Linked DNA regions of Mus musculus: all the other regions are linked to region 3. Evidence: chromatin contacts called from public HiChIP or PLAC-seq data. All regions are on one chromosome and are shown on one strand. The core of a region is the stretch at or near the end of the contact, and the rest is flanking DNA. Distances in the headings are between cores, read along the strand shown. Region 1 has its middle 21 kb from the start of Gm4166. Region 2 has its middle 48 kb from the start of Gm4166. Region 3 has its middle 82 kb from the start of Gm25564.

The links. HiChIP or PLAC-seq counts read pairs in DNA pulled down with a chosen protein or histone mark.
Region 1: a contact with region 3 is called in an H3K4me3 HiChIP or PLAC-seq map of embryonic forebrain, with 7 times the contacts expected there. The contact joins two enhancer-like sites. A contact is called at or near these places in 1 of 484 Hi-C or Micro-C datasets (urothelial organoids), 7 of 115 datasets of contacts at active chromatin or transcription factors (differentiating embryonic stem cells, embryonic basal ganglia, embryonic forebrain and 4 more) and 1 of 9 other capture datasets (embryonic tail).
Region 2: a contact with region 3 is called in an H3K4me3 HiChIP or PLAC-seq map of embryonic basal ganglia, with 5 times the contacts expected there. The contact joins two enhancer-like sites. A contact is called at or near these places in 3 of 39 promoter capture datasets (cranial neural crest, maxillary cranial neural crest and second pharyngeal arch cranial neural crest) and 7 of 115 datasets of contacts at active chromatin or transcription factors (differentiating embryonic stem cells, embryonic basal ganglia, embryonic forebrain and 4 more).

Annotation. Positions count from the first base shown.
Region 1 is chr12:27,575,093-27,578,421 of GRCm38.p6, forward strand. No RefSeq gene overlaps it. Among named protein-coding and RNA genes, the nearest start is that of Gm4166, 21 kb to the right of the region's middle. Within about 2 kb of position 1,314, at least 39 of the 459 cell types and tissues checked have an H3K27ac peak or open chromatin away from gene starts, as enhancers often do. A contact at or near this core is called in embryonic basal ganglia, embryonic forebrain and embryonic limb bud, where this site is marked.
Region 2 is chr12:27,645,007-27,648,133 of GRCm38.p6, forward strand. No RefSeq gene overlaps it. Among named protein-coding and RNA genes, the nearest start is that of Gm4166, 48 kb to the left of the region's middle. Within about 2 kb of position 1,860, at least 24 of the 459 cell types and tissues checked have an H3K27ac peak or open chromatin away from gene starts, as enhancers often do. A contact at or near this core is called in embryonic basal ganglia and embryonic forebrain, where this site is marked.
Region 3 is chr12:28,430,818-28,433,994 of GRCm38.p6, forward strand. No RefSeq gene overlaps it. Among named protein-coding and RNA genes, the nearest start is that of Gm25564, 82 kb to the left of the region's middle. Within about 2 kb of position 1,749, at least 68 of the 459 cell types and tissues checked have an H3K27ac peak or open chromatin away from gene starts, as enhancers often do. A contact at or near this core is called in embryonic basal ganglia, embryonic forebrain and embryonic limb bud, where this site is marked.

The DNA.
Region 1 (3,329 bases), core at 64-2,563, 860 kb before region 3:
GCTTGATAGATGTCCTAGTGTAGGAGAATTGAGAGCAGGGAGTCGGGAGTGGGTGGGTGGAGAAATACCCTCATAGAAGCAGGTGGAGGAGGGATGGGATAAGGAGTTTCTGGGAAGGGGGAAAACCCAGAAATGGGATAACATTTGAAATGTAAATAAAGAAAATATCCAATAAAAACTATTTTGTAGTCAAAATCAAAGTGTTTACTTGATTTTTCTATTTATTTGTTTGTTGGTGCATGTGCCACATGTGTGCATCATAGAAGAGTCCAAAAGAAGGGGTGTCAGATTCCCCCTGGAACTGGAGTTACAGGCAGTTGTCAGCCTTCCAACATAGGTCTTACACCTGAACTTGAGTCCTCTGGAAGAGCAGTACTAATTTTAACAGCTCACCCATCATTCTACCTTTCTGTTTACTTAATTTTTCATTTGTGGCTTTTACTTGCTTAGTAGAATTGAATTTGCTGAGAGCACCAATCAGCAGCTATACTAAGAAGAGACCGTGTCAAGCCATATCCTACTAACCTTGACAGCAGCCATCCAATGTCACCTACATGACCCCCTCCAGCTCTCCAGCGATGTTGCTCCAGCTGGCTGGATAGCCAAGCTGTTCGGCTTCTTGATCCTCTAGGAGGGTGAAGCACAACCATTGTCAAAGCCAGGGAAAGTTTACAAGCTTCCTCAGCCCTGGCAAGTGCAGCTGGGGCAGTTAGAACACAATCCAGCCAATTGTGCTTTCTCCAACAATAACCTTCCTCATGAATAGGGCGGCCATATGGTGCCATTTCCCGGACGCAGTTCTGGTTTATTCCTAGTGACCCTGCGTAACTGCTGAGAGCATTTCTTTTCACTCCCAGACTATGCTGAGCTGGATAATAAACATTACGATCAACCTGCTCATAAACATTATTGTGTGCTGTAATTAATTTATATCAGCATCGTAAGTCAAGATACAAGATAAGTGCCATTTAAGTAACTACCAGTAGGTTCAATGTGAGAGCTATGCTAACTCCATTTATGTTATTAATTATCACTGCCTAAATTAATTAAATATTCCTTATCTGAGCTACCCAGAAACAGACTTCTGCTTTGCAATAAGCCTTCAAAGCCCTTTCTTCCAAGTCCCTCTAGGGACGCATGGCCTCTGGGTCACACTGGTGCAGGTGATGGCTTCAAGGCGTGTCCCTGAAGCCTTGAGATAGAGGGTGATGTGTTTTCTTGCCCAGCTGCCCTCAGCCATAGCCAGAGAGCCACTCCCCTCAGGGTTCTTTGCAGTTAGGTCACTAGCTGAATCCTGTTGTTTTGTTTTCTGAAGTCATGGAATAGACAGGCTCTGAGCAAGGGTTCAGGGAAAGTGAGAATGGAAAAAGCAGGCCCTTGCTACAGCTGTGTGGTCAAGAGGCTGTAAGAATGTTTGCTGAACTGTGTAGCCCAGCTCCATTATAGCATGAATGTAACTCAGTGTATGGCCAGGTTCTGGTAGGACAGAGCACCCTAATGTGACAGCTGAGAACATGTACTAGTCGATGTTAACTGCCAATGTGACTTTCTTAAGAAAAGTAGTAAGGAGGAGGGAGGGAAGGAAGGGAAGAGAGAAGAGAGGCCACCCCAAACCATGTTTAATTTGCTAATACCGACCAATTACATTTCATTATCAAACTAGGACATATTTTGAGTTAACAATACATTTTTATTACTTTTAGTCCCTACTAAACTGTGCATTTCGGTGATTAATTCTCTAAAGTTAAGTTGGGACTCCTTGATATTGTGTCATGCATTTAACGTAGAGAACAAAGTCTGAAATGGCTCCCACAGAGATCCTTCTGTGAGTCAGAGAGATGACACTGAGGGTCTGAAGGTCACTGGGAGTTACTGAGGGGCACAATTAGGAACATCCAATAGCAACAATACCCAATGCACAAATGACTGTAAACAGAAGTGAGAAGAATCTGCCCTGATCAGATGACCCTATAACCTCAGAAAAGTTATTGCAAGATCAGCTTAAGAAATGACATGGTACTGATGGTGGGTAGGGGGTACCACAAAAGGAAAAAATTAACATGCACAAAACTAGAAACAGAACAGTGGTTGCAGTGTCCAGTCCAGTGAAGCTGTCTGCTCAGAGGGTTTAGTAACAAATTCTCTACAATTGGGAAATCTATTCTTCCTTCAGGAGACAGCCGCACAGGGGAAGGAAAAACAAAACAAAACAAAATAAAACAAAACAAAACACCCCTCCCCCCATACACACACATACACACACACACACACAAAAAAAACCCCACCAACTGGCAAATTTAGTCAGGGCTTATACAGATACTTTTGTTTGTTTCTTTGTTTTTGTTTTTGTTTTTTCGAGATAGGGTTTCTCTGTATAGCCCTGGCTGTCCTGGAACTCACTTTGTAGACCAGGTTGGCCTCGAACTCAGAAATCTGCCTGCCTCTGCCTCCCTTATTGAAAGCAAGAGATGAAACTTTCTTTCATATATGTGAAGTATTATGTTGTTGTTTTGAAATTATATTACCCATAGTGTGTGTGTGTGTGTGTGTGTGTGTGTGTGTGTTTCAGATGTGTCCTTCTCATGGGGTCAGATGGCATCACCCAGTACCTATGGGCAGGCCTGTTGTCCCCTGGTCTGATTCAGACCAAGGGTCTCACTGTTGGAGTGTGGTGGAGCTGGTCAGGCACACTCCATCTATGCTGGATGTCTGGATCAGGAGTCAACTATCTATTCTGTTGGTAAGAACTTCTAGTGTTCCATATTTGTAACTAAATCTCCTTATTGTGAGAAGCTACTGTCCATTTATTTGCATTTCAGTATAGTTGCTTTCTTCAGAGCATGGGTTTAACAGTTGCTATAGTGGTTAGGGTTAGGGTTTGAGGGGTTAGGGTCAGAGTCAGGATTGGAATTGGGGTTGCGGTTGAGATTAGGATTAGGTTAGGGTTATGTTTGGGGTTTGGGTTTAGTGTTGGTTTCAGCGTTGGGTTTCTGGTTAGAGTTGGAAATGGGGTTGGCATCAGATGTAGGGTTGTGGTTAGCATTAGGGTTAGGGTTGGAGTTGGGTTTAATGTTGGGATTGAGGCCTAACATTATAATTGATGTTGGTGTTAGAGTTGGGATTGTTCATTCATCTCTAAATGTTTACAGGGTGTGGGTCAGGGTTTAGGGTTGTGGTTGTTACTTGGGTTGATGTGGGGTTGATATTGGAATTGAATTTGGGGTTAGGGTTGGGTTTAGGGTTAGGGTTAGGGTTAGGGTTAGGGTTAGGGTTGGGTTTAGGGTTAGGGTTAGAATTAATTTTAGTATTAGTGTTAGGGATAGGATTAA
Region 2 (3,127 bases), core at 610-3,109, 790 kb before region 3:
TCCTCCATCTTTTTCCTGGGCTAACTTCCTGTTGCAGTCTTGTCCACGGTCTGATGCTTGAATGTTGCCTTATCTACCTGGCCTGTTCTATCCTCCTGTCAGTCTGTAGGAAGCCTGTGGCTTTCTCTTCCCACACAAACTCTGACTCCCTACTCTCAGGCTCCGTGCCCACTTCTTCTCCCTCTTCATGCTAGGAGACTGGTGGCTTCCAGCCTCCTCACCCTCCTCAGCCTTCAGAGAATTGCAAATTCTCTTGATCCTGGTTGGGCCAACTCCTAGCACTGATTCTAAAGCTTCTTTGCAGACCTTCCTGTCCTGGCTATGTGAGACACTTTTGGGGATGTATGGGGAACCAAGATTACTGGTGTCTGCTCCCACTATCTGAATGGTTCAGATAAGGCCAGGGTGATGCTTGCTGTAGGATTCCCAAGTTTTATCAGCATTCCAGAGCCAGGACTGCACAAAAGGCTTGTTTTTAGTTTGTCTTTGTATCCTGGGAGCCTACCAACCCTAGCAACCCTACCTCCTCCTTCTATGCTTTCTTGGTTGCTGGGATATATTCATGTTCTCCAAAGGTACATCCAAGATGCCGTCAGAAGTAGGCAGCACAGGTGAAATAATTTACTTTCATATGCCTCCTGAGATCAATGGAGACATGGATGTGGCCTCCCCCACCTGCATTTGAAGTAGATGCTGGTCACAACCAAGCTGTCTACTGCAGGATTGCCTGGCCCCTTGGCTGGGCATCTCTTATTTCCTGCTCCTGTTTTACCAGGTGTTGAGGGAAGGTCTAGTCAGCAGGGCACACCAGGAAATGAGTATTTTCAGACTATGATGTCAGTTGTAAAAAAATAACTTGGGATCATGTTCAGTACAGAGATTCAGGTCATGTCTGCTATGTTCAGTTACAGTGAAATTCTAGGAAGAAAGTATGACATCTTTCACTATTGTTTGGTCTTAAGGAAGCTAGACATTACAAAGAAAAGAAAAAGTCTGGGAGATGTCTCAGTTACTAATGCCTGCTGTGCACAAGGACCTGAATTCAGAGCCCCATAACTGATATTAAAAGCCTGGTGTGTTGGCATGCCCCTACACCTCCACTTTGAGGGAGGTAGAGATGGGAGGGACTTGAGCCATGCTTTCTCAGTAAACTGTTGTGCTCTAGCCCATGAGAGACCTGATCCCAAAGAAGCTGGATGGTGTCACCAAGGGTAATGTCTGCAGTTGTCCTTTGACCACTCCCACATGCATCATGCAGGCACACACAATGAGTGCGTGTGTGTACATGACACGCAAACACATCACACTCACACATACACAAAGATGGGAGGAAAAAGGGAAAGGCTTAAGGTAAATTGTAAATTTACCAAAAACATAAAGACATAAAGAAAAGCCAACTCCTGAAAAGACACATTTCTTACAAGTCACCTTAGCAAGCAAAAACAGTTGGTTTAAGTCTCCCCAAACAGGGCAGGCTGAGTGGCGGATGCTATGAGTGCCTCTCACCGGGATTACAACCTCACAGATTCTCAGTTCTCAGTTCCTCTATGGGCCTGCTCTCTCCAGGCTCTGCCACACTCTCCTCCAAGGCTGATCCTGAGTCCCAGCAGTGTTCTGCTGCCTTCCAGAGAATGGTGTCCCCAGGAGAGAGGTGCAGAGCGGGGACAGATGGGCTCTAAAAGGAAGGAATTACCTGACCAAGTCACAATTATTACAGGTCTCTGGGTTCATTGTCAGTCGGAGTGGCAGTTGAAGGCACAGCAGCTGGGACAGATGGCTTATCTCCAGCTAGTGTACTAATGGGATCTCAGCCAACTCAAATCTTTTCTTCCCTCTGGAAAGAAATAGAAAAAGAAAAGACTCAAACAGTTGTCAATTAGTCAGCGTTAAAGGGGAGGAAGCATCATTTCTACAAAGGGTTCATTTGTCTGCTTGCTTCTAATCCCCACTTTCAGTTTTTTTTTTTTAAAGCAAAGATTTTGTTTATTTATTGTAACTCCAAACATGTTTCGGGTGAAATGTTCAACCTAGAAAACACCCCATGCCAAATCTTTGTTCCACGTGCGCTTACAACACAACCTTCTCACAACTAGACCATTTTAATCAAGTGGTTAGCATTTTAATTAGCCAAGACTTCTCCCCCTGTCACTACTCCAAGCTGTGATTTGCAGTGCATTCTCCTGTTACACAGTTCGTTGTAACAAAACAAGAAAGGGTTGTTGGTATTTCTATGTCAGAACATTCCTCAAATAAAGTGCACTCACGGACCCGGCTTAAGAACACCAGGAAGACGAACCATCTCAAACATTCATGTCTTCAGGTGCCATGCTGTGCCCAGAGGGCAACCTTCACTGGATGATGAGAATTCAAGCCCACAGTAGGGACAGACAGCAGCACTGGCTCAAGAGCTGTGTACACACACTTGTACAATGGCCACTATGATCGCTAAACAGGAAGTGTAGCTCTGTAGTGCTTGACAACTGACAAGTGATGCTGGATTTACAGAGATTTAAATTGTACTTACATTTCAACTCCATCTCAGTTACTTTTTTTAAAATTAGGTATTTTCCTCATTTACATTTCCAATGCTATCCCAAAAGTCCCTCAGACCGTCCCCCCTACTCCCCTACCCACCCACTCCCACTTTTTGGCCCTGGCGTTCCCCTGTACTGGGGCATATAAAGTTTGCAAGTCCAATGGGCCTCTCTTTGCAGTGATGGCCGACTAGGCCATCTTTTGATACATATGCAGCTAGAGTCAAGAGCTCCGGGGTACTGGTTAGTTCATAATGTTGTTCCACCTATAGGGTTGCAGATCCCTTTAGCTCCTTGGGTATTTTCTCTAACTCCTCCATTGGGGGCCCTGTGATCCATCCAATAGCTGACTGTGAGCATCCACTTATGTGTTTGCTAGGCCCCGGCGTAGTCTCACTAGAAACAGCTATATCAGGGTCCTATCAGCAAAATCTTGCTAGTGTATGCAATGGTGTCAGTGTTTGGAGGCTGATTATGGGATGGATCCCTGGATATGGCAGTCTCTAGATGGTAAATCCTTTTGTCTCAGCTCCAAACTTTGTCTCTGTAACTCCTTCCATGGGTGTCCATCTCAGTTACTTAAAAGCAGTAAT
Region 3 (3,177 bases), core at 499-2,998:
GTGAAATTTTGTCTCCTGGACATGACAAGACCACTCCACTCATGAACTCACAGCAGTTATGGTTACCTGTGTAAGACCCGTACAAAAGCAAGTCAACCAACATGGAGGGGGAGGGGCTTATGAGGAGCCATGGGAAGGTGAAGGCCACTGTGGGAAGAAGAATCATTTTCTTCATCAGTGCGGCCATTGTAGGAAGTCTACAGTCCAGTGGAAGGTACCCCATAGCCTTAAGAATGTAAGCAGTATGTGACATGTAACTTGTCTTAAGCATGTGACAAGAATTGTACTCAGTGGGTGAAAAGAGGGGAGGAAGGAGGAGAAGGCAGAGCTGGGAGGAGATGAAGTTTGTAAGGACATGTGGGAGATGGTATCTAGAATGATTGGAGAGGGGAATGGGGGTATATATTGTTGCACAACATTGTTTAGTGTGTTAAATTGCCAAAGAATAAAGTTAAAATGTAAAACTCAAAGGACCTGGGCCTTTGGGAGATGGCTTGAGTAGGCAGGAACACTTGGTCTGCAAGCACGAAGACCTGAGTAGAAATCCCAACACCCAAGAAAACACTAGGCTTTGCTAAGTGCACCAGTAAAGCCAGCATTGTAGGATCCCAAGGATCCAAAAGAAGAGCTGTCAAGACAGCCTGAGCTTCTGATTCAGTGGGAGGCCCTGCCTTAATAAAAGGTGATAGCTATACAGAGAGACCCTGTCAGAAAGAAAGAAAGAAAGAAAGAAAGAAAGAAAGAAAGAAAGAAAGAAAGAAAGAAAGAAAGAAAGAAAGAAAGAAAGAAAGAAAGAAAGAGAGAGAGAGAGAGAGAGAGAGAAAGAGGGAGGGAGGGAGGGAGGGAGGGAGGGAGGGAGGGAGGGAGGGAGGGAGGGAGGGAGGGAGGGAGGGAAGAAAAGGAAAAGGTGAGAGAGGAAAACAGCCAACTGGTCTGGCATCCATATGTGCCTGCACACACATTCGCACATCCACATGCATGCAACACACACACAAACACACAGAATAGAGCTGAAGTGGCTAAACTCTCAAGCTCCTTCCAGCCTTTAGATTGTCCCTTTCTAGGTCCCAAGGCACTGCATGAAAGCCACAAAGAACAAGCACAAGCCTAGGCAGTCAGAGCAAGGCTCAGCCCAACCCATCTTTAAGACCCTTCATGCTACCTTAAGGTGCCCAAAGCACAAAGGGAAGAGCCGAGGGGAAAACGCGTATCCTGGGCCATTTGATCAGCTCAGACTTCAGTTGAAAGCTCTGAGGCATTAAGGAATTTCGATTGTGACTTAGAATTCCCCAGCAACTCTCCAAGAAGGATGGGGAAACTGTCTGGGTGTCCACATGGCATCTGGAAACCCCAGAAGTAACCAGCAGTTTGGGCGGCATTTACTATCAGGGTTTTCACTGCCGCTTCCAGGAGCCTCCCACAGCACCGACCACAGGTAGGGATCCTCCCCAGTGCCTACCGTCGCTTCCTATTACAGAGGTGTCTGAAACCGCGCTCTCCTGTGGACCAGCGTCCAACAGAATGTTCAGTTTCTAAGGCAGAGTGAAAATAAATCTGTTGGTGACAGTGAATGAAAATTTCTCTAGGCGAGATAAAAAAAAAAAAAGGAAATAATAAAAAAGAAAGAAAACACAAAAGCTCTGCATGTAGATTGCAGAAAGGAGAAAAATATTCTGAATTGTGAGACTTCTGGGTTTTCCCCTTCCCAGGAGGAAATGGGCTACTTAGGAGAAAGCTCCTCAGAATGGCAGCACCTGGACCACTTTCCAGCCGCTTTTGTCCTCACTAGGAAGGGGGCGGGGAGAAGATGCGTTCGTGGGGAAACATTGCCATCCAGTGGTCAACTTGTGCATTGCCCGATAAAAACAGGAAAGAAAAAAAAACGCTTGGTGACATTTTGTCAGTCAACTGATAAGTGCTGAGAATACTTGTCAGATGTCAGGCTGAGAATACTTGTCAGATGTCAGGCCAGATCATTGATACCACCCTTCAAACCTATAGGAATTCACACACACACACACACACACACACACACACACACACACACACACACACACACACACGGCACTCTAAAGGCTCCAAGGAGCGAACCAGCTGTGTGAATAAAAGAAGCAGAACTCAGAGCTGCTCTAGGACCCATTTGCCTGGCCATGTCCCAGAGACAACTGCTCCCAGTCACCCTGAAGGGTTGGTGCATGGTGATTCAGATGAGGCGGCTGCAAACAGCAGTTTCCACAGTACCCAGAAATGGGTTTTCCCAATTTCTGTTTGTGCCATGTAGCCTCCCACCGTCGTGAAGAATAAATATGCTTCCCTAGTTCCTTTATAGATAGACTTTGGGACAGAAGTCCAAATAGAGGGATGGATAGACTCACTGTTCCTCTTGGGTGATGACCTCAAGTCCTCAGCCAAGTCAATGGCCTTACGGAGGACGGGAGACCTACCTAGCTTATCTTTTCTTCCAGCTCGGCATGAGGGCTGAATGAGACATTGACTTTACTCTTTTTCACTTGGAGTAACTGACCTCTCAGACCAGCCTCCAGGTTTGGATTTCTCATCTCTTGTAAGTGATGGGTTTTTGCCTCCCTCCCCCAGCCCACTCTCCGCAGTTAGGACGGTACAGTTCCCCTTGATGATCTGGATGTAAATTCCCCCATCTACACCTACAAGGTATCATATGGTCAGAAGTCAATCTTTAAGATCATATCAACCACCAGACCCCCCAGAACTCCCAGGGACTAAGCCATCAACAAAGGAGTACACATGGCTCCAGCTGCATATGTAGCAGAGGATGGCCTTGTCATGCATCAATGGGAGGAGAGGTCTTGGTCCTATGAAGGCTCGATAGATGTCCCGTGTAGGACAATCAAGGGTGAGGAGCTCGGAATGGGTGGGTGGGTGGGTGGATGGAGTAACACCCTCATAGAAGCAGGGAGAGGGAGGATGTGATAGAAGGTTTCCAAGAAGGAGAGAAACCAGGAAAGGGGATAACATTTGAAATGTAAATAAAGAAAATATCCAATTTTTAAAAAAGGATCATTTGTTCTCGTGTAATTAGCCAGCAGCTTAATTTACAGTTTCTAAATTTTGGGGCATGACCTCATGTGGGGTCACATGGCTGAACTAACATGTTAATAAGAGGTTTGTGAACACAATGCCTAAAATTTAATTGAAAAC